Linked DNA regions of Mus musculus: all the other regions are linked to region 3. The links are chromatin contacts, called in public HiChIP or PLAC-seq and promoter capture Hi-C maps. All regions are on one chromosome and are shown on one strand. Each heading gives the region's core, a stretch centred on a gene start, on an enhancer-like site or on the middle of the called end of the contact. The rest is flanking DNA. Distances are from core to core; before and after follow the strand shown.

Region 1 (2,700 bases), core at 125-2,624, 490 kb before region 3:
GGCAGGCCCATGCCAAGGTGTGCCCTGAGTATGCCATGTAACAGATCTGCTATAAAGTTTGTTGGGGGAAGGGAGAGGAGTGAGACCTGGGAAGGGGTTTGGCAGGCAGTGAACATGTGGGCAGGCAGATAAATACCACCAGGCTAATAAATACTTTCTTGAAAAGAACTGGAAAGTCATAAATACCCGTAGGTCACAGCACTCATGTGATGTCTCCTGTTGGAAAGAATTTAATGACAAACCAGGCATGGAAATGCATGCCTGTGATCCCAGCACGTAGAATCCCAGACCCAGTCAGAGGTAGGAGGCTCCTAGAAAGTTACAGGCCCACGAGGGCTAAAATCAATAACAACAAAACAGGTCAGGAGAGAGTCCTCGGAAGTGCTTCAAGGTGAGTTCCCAGACGACTGGGTCATTCCAGCTCAGACTTACAGACAGGGAGATCCCAGCCTGGTGCACTTGGCAAGACCCAGGCCACCAGTTGGAGTGTCTCTCTCTCTCTCTCTCTCTCTCTCTCTCTCTCTCTCTCTCTCTCTCTCTCTCTCTCTCTCTCTTTCTCTCTCTCTCTCTCTCTCTCTCTTTCTCTCTCTCTCTCTCTCTCTCTCACACACACACACACACACACACACACACACACACACAATAAAGATATAGAGCTGGCTGGTCAGTGGTAACGCACACCTTTAATCCCAGCACTCAGGAGGCAGACACAGACAGATCTGAGTTTGTGACCAAACTGGTCTACAGAGTGAGTTCCTGGACAGACAGGGCTACACAGAGACACACCTGACTTGAAATAACCAAACAAGGAAAAAAAAAAAAAAAAAAGATAAAAAGCTGGCCTGCAGTGGCAAACACCTTTAATCCCAGAGCTTGGAAGGCAGAGGCAGGGGGATCTCTTGAGTTTGAGTCCAGCCCAGTCTACAGAGTGGGTTCCAACCATCTCAAAACACTAAAATACAAAAACCTAGATTTGTGTAATATTTGCTTTTATTTTGGGCTAAAGCTAGATTAGGTCTCTTTTCAGAAACAAATGTCTTTGTGCTTACTTATTTCATTTTAATGTAATTTCATTATACTAAAGCTTTTGATGTTCATACCAGATGATAGAACAAGGGATTAGGCTGAAGTCACATGACCTCAAAGCAGATCTACCTGATTGAGCAGTGACAGATGACAGAAGGTACAAGAGGCCTTTTGTAAACCTGAACACCCTGACGTGTAGTTGTAGAGTTTTGGCTTGGTAATGTTACTGGTAAGAAATTTTCTTGAGCCAAAGAATAGTTCATTGTTAATAAAGGGTGGACTCTGGAGGTTGTGTGTACCGACCGGTTCGGCCTATTGTCTCCACAATGCTATTCACATACACAGAAGCAATTCACCAAGACCGAAGTCACAACATTATTAGTCAGCATAAAAGGGGGAAAGGGAGAAAGGCGACTGGGAAACAGGAGACATTGTCTGATTAACAGGAGAAAGATTCGGTTTCTTCTTTATGAGGAAGGAAGGTGACACAGAGATGGCTGTCAGTGAGTGTGGGAAGCCGCCCCCACATTCGCCGTCACAAGATGGCGCTGACATCCTGTGTTCTAAGTTGGTAAACAAATAATCTGCGCATGAGCCAAGGGTATTTACGACTACTTGTACTCTGTTTTTCCCGTGAACGTCAGCTCGGCCATGGGCTGCAGCCAATCAGGGAGTGATGCGCCCTAGGCAATGGTTGTTCTCTTTAAAATAGAAGGGGTTTCGTTTTTCTCTCTCTCTTGCTTCTTGCGCTCTCTTGCTTCTTACACTCTGGCCCGATAAAGATGTAAGCAATAAAGCTTTGCCGTAGAAGATTCTGGTTGTTGTGTTCTTCCTGGCCGGTCGTGAGAACGCGTCTAATAACAATTGGTGCCGAATTCCGGGACGAGAAAAAACTCCGGACTGGCGCAGGAGGGATACTTCATTTCAGAACCAGAACTACGGATCACGTTTATAAAGGTTCCCGTAACACAGACTGTTGAGAAGGATTCAACTGCCGAATTCAGAACTCATCAGCTGGGGAACGACGGTGATAAAGGTTCCCGTAAAGCAGACTGTTAAGAAGGATTCAACTGTATGAATTCAGAACTTTTCAGCTGGGGAACGAGGTAAGTCTGATCTTGAACTTTCTAAGGAAATTCAAGACAGTCTATCAGAAGTAAAGTGGAAAATGGCTTTACAAGTTATGTTTGGCCTTAAATTTTTTCTAGTGTTAGAAGCCCTTTTGTTCCTTTTCACATGTTATATAGTGCTTAAGATAGGGCTGAAAATTCTAGAGGAAATTCAGGACAGTCTATCAGAAGTAAAGCGGGGAGAGAGAGTAGGAGCAAGGAGAAACGGTAAGTATACAGGCCTTTCCAAGGGTCTTGAACCCGAGGAAAAGTTTAGGTCAGGTAAGAATACCTGGAGAGAGATTAGAAGAAAAAGAGGAAAAAGGGAAAAGAAGAAAGATCGATTAGCGGAGGTCTCTAGGAGATACTCGTCACTAGATGAGCTCAGGAAGCCAGCTCTTAGTAGCTCTGAAGCAAGTGAAGAATCCTCCTCTGAGGAAACAGACTGGGAGGAAGAAGCAGCCCATTACCAGCCAGCTAATTGGTCAAGAAAAAAGCCAAAAGCGGCTGGCGAAAGTCAGCGTACTGTTCAACCTCCCGGCAGTCGGTTTCAAGGTCCGCCCTA
Region 2 (2,700 bases), core at 80-2,579, 360 kb before region 3:
TTTCATTTCCATGCTTGATAAGGTTACGATGAATATTGTCGCAATGCTTCAAAGGGAATTTACTTTTTCATAATCATTGAGAGAAGTCTTGTTTAAAGATTACAGAAGTAGAAGCTGGGTGTGTTTCTCAGCATAAGAGCACATGTTTAGTGTGTGTAAGGGCCTAGTGTCCATCCCTAGCACAGAGAGAGACAGAGACAGAGAGAGACAGAGACAGATAGAGACATAGACAGAGACACACACAAAGAGAGACACAGAGAGAGAGAGAATGGTAATCAAACTTGGGTCTTTAATTTCCTATTTCCTTCTTGTAACTTCATAATATATTATTTTGGTGTTCTTTCACTAAGTGTGTACTTTCTTGGGGAAGGGGTCATGTATTAGGGACTCATGTCAAATGTGCACATTTTCCTTTCTTTTCCTTGAGTGCTGTAGTTTAAACAGTCTCCTGTATGCTAGATAAGCATTCTATCCTGAATTAGTCCTAAACCCTTCATATTCTTGTCATTTAGTCTGACAATTTTTATCTTTTAATTAAAGCACTTAGTCCATTTACACTTAGTATATAAATTAAATTAATATGTAGTACATATTAATATTAAATATACTTAGTACCCTTATATTCAAGTGTACATGTAACCACTGATTCTTTGGGGAGTCAAACTATACATTGTGGTATTGGTTTAAACCATTGCATCTTCTGAATTGTATTTTTAAACGTTCTAAATTTTTCCTAATTAGTTAGAAACTTGTATGTTGTTTTTATTCTTTAGTGGAATTTCTAAACTTGAGTTCCCTAGAAAATAACATAAGGCAAAGATAAAGTATTGTTACTTCATTTGAGAGGTGCCACCTGGGGATTGGTGTTGAGGAAGAACAGGGAAAATGCAAGGGGAAATACTGTGTGGTCCAGTGTGTTAGCATGGTGGCCTCAAGCTGTGAGTAGATGCAGGCACTTCCTGGCAAATGTGCCTTCTTGGAATGTGCAGTTATAAAGAGGGCCACAAGGAAACATCTCTGAGCAGCCTAGAGAAGGGAGAGAAAAATAGTCAGTCTATCTGTCTGTCTGTCTGTCTGTCTGTCTGTCTGTCTGTCGTGTGTGGAGGTGGAGGTGGTGCATGCTTGCCTTCCCTTGCATGTTGGAGGTCAGAAGACAACTTAGAGCTAACAGTTTCAGCCTCCACCATGTAGGTCCAGGCATGGAACTCAGGGTGTCAGGTTTGGCAGCAAACTCCTTTATCTGCTGAGCCATCTTGCTGGTGTGAGCCACCACACCTAGTTTTATGTGATGCTGGGAATGAAACCCGAGGGTGTATACTTGTGAGTCATGCACTCTCCCATCTGAACTACATGCCTGGTTCTCATTTTAATAGTGTGGTATTGTATACAGCTCTGAAAGGTACAGTGACAAATCAGGACAGGTAGGCTTGGTGACTTCAGGTTGGACTCCTGTCAGCAAAGGAAGCTGAGCCAGGGCAGCAGTGCTGGAGTAGAGAAGGTAAGCCTCAGCTCTGAGAAGACAGGGCTCAAGGGGATCGAGAAGGCGGCGTCAGGAGCTTCCCTCTGATCATCATACAGCACGACAACCAAAGTTAATATGTCCCTTCCTCCCCCACAGACAGTAAAAGGATCAAAAGAACCTTCATTCATTTGACTCCTTCCTCAAATATAATTATTATATATCTCATTCTTTTTCTGTTACACAAGACATTAATATGCTTTAATCAGTTACTGTTTGTTAAGATGTAATGTATTTACCACTTTCTTGGCTCTTCATTCCTTTAAGGTCCATTTAAGATTTCTCTTTTTTTAAATTTTAATCATAGTAACATTCAAAATGTAGTATATGCTATATATTTAAGTGAGTAAAAATAATATAATCAAAAGAAATACTGGGAACTAGTACAAATCATTAAGTCTAAATAAAAGATCAACAGAATTTATAAATCTTGAAGTAGATTGATCAATAAAATAGAAGACCAAATTACTAACATCCAGAAAAGGATAATGGCTGACGAAAGGGCTCAGAGGCAAATGCCACTAGGCCCAGTGACCTGAGTTCAGTTTCTGGGGCTCACAAGGTAGGAGGAAAGTGATTGCTGCAAGTTGCCCTCTGGCATCCACACATGTGCTGTAGGGAAAAGATAAATAAAAGATGATCTAGGTAAGATGGTGAACTCCTGCAATTACAGCATTTGGAAAGCTGAGACAAGGCAGTTGCCTCCAGTTCAGGGTCATCTTGAGTTAAGGTAAGATCTTGTGCCAAAAAAACCAAAACAAAACAAGAAATGAAAGATACAATTCTAAAATGTCAAAATTTACATATTTATTCCCCAAAGACATATTTTGTCCTATGACAGTGTAGTGACACATGTCTTTAATCCTAACACTTGGGAAACAAAGGCAGGCCTGGTCTACATAGTTCCAGCACAGCCAGCGTCTATCTAGAGAGACTGTCTCAAAAAAAAAGAAAACAGACAAAAAAGCATCTCTTCTTTTTACTAGTTCTCAGGTTCTGTTGTAATCCTTTTTAGTTGTGTAAGTTGTTTGACCTCAGCATCCCTTTCCCTTTAAAGAGACACAGTATGAGCTGGGTATGGTGGCATACTCCTTCAATCCCAACATTGGAGAGGCAGAGACAGAGACAGTGACAGTTCGATATCTTAGTTTGAGGCTAGCCTGTCTATATAGCAAGTCTCA
Region 3 (2,774 bases), core at 54-2,553:
TTGTTGATCTTGTTCATTTATTTTGTATTTTCTCCTCTGTAACATACAATGTCTTATTTATTGCTCCGTTGATATCTCTGGAAGCAATAAATTTTGCAACATTCGTGTGCAAAATGTGGAGTATAATCATTTTTGACAGTTTTTATTTTAAAGTGTACAAAAGCCCATATAGTGGATGTCCTGTGAAGTGTTTCATGGCTTCTCTTTGCGATTTCCTCACACAGAATTTCAACCTTTTTTTTTACTCAATTAAAAATTTCTTGGCGGAGGTTGGGGGTTGGACAGATGGCTCAGTAGATCCATTTCCTGCTCTTCCAGTAGGTCCTAGTTTTGGTTCCCAGCACCAGCATCAGGAGTCTGATAACTACCTGTAACTTTTCAGTCTCCCGCAAACTCGCTCTCTCCATACTCATAGTTAAAACTTTTTTTTTTCCTAGCAGGGTATGGTAGCCTATACATACCTGTAATCTCAACATTGAGCCCGTGCAGGCAGGAGGATCAAGAGTTGAAGGGCAGCCTTAGCTATAAGAGGCCCTGTCTCAAAAACCCTAAAACAAACAGGTTCTATGCTCTGGGGATGCACTGGTGCTAAGGCACTACTCTCATACTATTTTATCTTATTGTAATTTTGAGGTAAGTCTTGTCAGATAGTCCAGGGCTCGGAACTTGTGACCTCTTTATTTCGGTTTCTCCAGTGCTGGGATTGCAGGCACGCACCACCATGCTCTGCATTCTTGCACACTTTGACTCTTCTCGAAAACTCCTTAATAGTTCATAAAAGATTCAGTTAAGTAGGTTGGGGATGGACGTTCCATGGCAGTGTGCATGCCGAGAATGCAGGGTTTGTGAGGGATCCTGGGTTCAAACCCTAGCACCACTGGCGAGAAATTAAAAGTTTGAGCCGGGCAGGCAGGGGTGGCGCACGCTTTTAATCCCAGCACTTGGGAGGCAGAGGTAGGCAGATTTCTGAGTTCGAGGCCAGCCTGGTCGACAGAGTGAGTTCCAGGACAGCCAGGGCTACACAGAGAAACCCTGTCTCGAAACGGCCCCCCCCCCAAAAAAAAAAAAAAAAAAGTTTGACCTGGAGGATTCAGCTGCTTCCGCTCTCTCTTTTCAACAACTCCCAAGGTCTTACAAAGGAAAGAATATCTGTCTTCGAATCAAAAAAAAAAAAAAAAAAAAAAATCTCTGGTTTACAGGTAACCGAAGCTACAGAGCGTTGCAGTTGCTATGGCTCCCGGCGCCCGGAGTCTGACGTCATCGTCGGCGCCGAATGATTACGCATTGCTTCCGGCGCCTTTCGCGAGCCGGGACGCGGGGAGGAGAAACTTAGCTTTTAGTGTGGCAGGGTCATGAAGAGGAGGCGGTGGCGGGAGAGCGGAGGAGGCGGAGGGGGCGCAAAACTGCGGTAGCCAGCGCTGGACTGGTGGTTGTGGACGTGTGGGAGGGTGAGAGTGTCAGCCTGCGGGCAGCGGCCGGGGCTCTGGGCTGAGCGCGGCCGCGGAGCCGCCGCTCTCGGCCCCCTGGCTCCGCCATGTTCCGCAGGGCACGCCTTAGCGTGAAGCCAAATGTCAGGCCTGGTGTAGGGACCAGGGGCTCCGCCGCTCCCAATCCCCAGCGTGGACCAGAGGCTCCCAGGCCTCCGGAGCCTGCCACCGAGTCAGCTCCGAAGCCAGCGGAGCCCACAGATGTGCCTGCAGTGGATTCCGGGGGAGCAGAACCCCAGGAACAGGCTCCCGGGAGCAGGTAAGGTCTTCTATCAAGCTGAGCTGTTGGATTTTTACCACGGAGCACCTCTCCTGCAACAAGCTTTTGATTTGAGCTGGATGAAACCACTTCTAGTTGTAGTTTTATTCCGTGATCTGAGGGTGCGACTACTATGACTCTGTCACGATCTTAAGATTCCCGAGGAGACAGTGTCTTGCCTTATCTTACAGAGATGGGAATCCAGGCTTAAGGATTTTGAAGTCAAGAATGTAGACGCACCATCACTTGGAAATTTAATTAATTGTCCTGGAGTACTTTACACTGAAAGCACTTTGGGATTTTCATTTTGTGGATATTTATTTTTGAAAGGAGAGCACCAGTGCTGATTTTTTTTCCTCCCTCCACGCGGTGATGCGGTTGAACCCAAGGCCTCATGGAGTGTTAGGTAAACGCCCTGCCCCTGAGTCAAAGGGAAGAGGCTTAGGTTACTTATTTTGGTTCGAGTGCATACTTCTTTATTGTAACTACGTTTCCTGAATCAAGACGCCTGGCTTTAGTGACAAATACCACATTTGAATTTAGGACGCTCCTACTTAGCTTAGCAAGTTTAAGTAGGTTGTTCTCAGAGAAAATTTGTTCCTGGTGTCAAGTTAGTACCTCCTTTAGGACAATATTGTGAGATCAGATAGGATTACATAAACTGCCTTACATGCCACATGGTAGAATAGTTCCCCCAAATTTACTAAAAAAAAAAATTTGATTACTTTCAAAAAAAGGTGATGAGACCGAGTATGGTGTCACAACTTTAGTCCTAGCAATAGGGAGGCAGAGGCCACCCTGCTTTAGGACAGTCAGCCCCATAGTGAGAACCCGTCTCAAAAAACAAAACAGTGGAGAAAGGTGATGGTACAAATTAAATATGTGACGGGTTAATATGGTGACTGTAGTGTTTTATAATATACAGAGGAAAAAGCCAGTAAGTAATCACATTAAGTGACAGGGAGATGGTACAATTTATGTTTGCATAGTAACAGCATTTCTTCTGTTAATCAGAGTTTGTGCTGTGT

The links. Promoter capture Hi-C pulls out the DNA fragments that hold promoters and counts their contacts. HiChIP or PLAC-seq counts read pairs in DNA pulled down with a chosen protein or histone mark.
Region 1: a promoter capture Hi-C map of hematopoietic stem and progenitor cells shows a contact between it and region 3. The contact joins the enhancer-like site here to the promoter of Bdp1 in region 3. A contact is called at or near these places in 17 of 39 promoter capture datasets (the 3T3-L1 cell line, 3T3-L1-derived adipocytes, the C10 cell line and 12 more), 1 of 15 datasets of contacts at CTCF or cohesin (pro-B cells), 9 of 484 Hi-C or Micro-C datasets (adipose-derived mesenchymal stem cells, cerebellar granule neurons, cerebellum and 6 more) and 18 of 115 datasets of contacts at active chromatin or transcription factors (the 230-238 cell line, astrocytes, bone marrow-derived dendritic cells and 13 more).
Region 2: a contact with region 3 is called in an H3K27ac HiChIP or PLAC-seq map of trophoblast stem cells, with 4 times the contacts expected there. The contact joins the enhancer-like site here to the promoter of Bdp1 in region 3. A contact is called at or near these places in 15 of 39 promoter capture datasets (the 3T3-L1 cell line, 3T3-L1-derived adipocytes, the C10 cell line and 9 more), 1 of 15 datasets of contacts at CTCF or cohesin (pro-B cells), 15 of 484 Hi-C or Micro-C datasets (the C10 cell line, the C3H10T1/2 cell line, adipose-derived mesenchymal stem cells and 7 more), 17 of 115 datasets of contacts at active chromatin or transcription factors (the 230-238 cell line, bone marrow-derived dendritic cells, bone marrow-derived macrophages and 9 more) and 4 of 9 other capture datasets (embryonic stem cells, liver, macrophages and 1 more).

The regions. Positions count from the first base shown.
Region 1 is chr13:100,593,060-100,595,759 of GRCm38.p6, reverse strand. No RefSeq gene overlaps it. Among named protein-coding and RNA genes, the nearest start is that of Gm24261, 9.9 kb to the left of the region's middle. Within about 2 kb of position 1,374, at least 120 of the 459 cell types and tissues checked have an H3K27ac peak or open chromatin away from gene starts, as enhancers often do. A contact at or near this core is called in bone marrow-derived dendritic cells, bone marrow-derived macrophages, cerebellar granule neurons and 9 more, where this site is marked.
Region 2 is chr13:100,462,315-100,465,014 of GRCm38.p6, reverse strand. It overlaps a transcript of Gtf2h2 not described here. Among named protein-coding and RNA genes, the nearest start is that of Naip1, 11 kb to the right of the region's middle. Within about 2 kb of position 1,329, at least 34 of the 459 cell types and tissues checked have an H3K27ac peak or open chromatin away from gene starts, as enhancers often do. A contact at or near this core is called in trophoblast stem cells, where this site is marked.
Region 3 is chr13:100,102,599-100,105,372 of GRCm38.p6, reverse strand. It overlaps Bdp1 (B double prime 1, subunit of RNA polymerase III transcription initiation factor IIIB), which reads left to right and starts at 1,303. Exons shown (of 39, transcript NM_001081061.1): 1 at 1,303-1,746. The coding sequence starts at 1,535.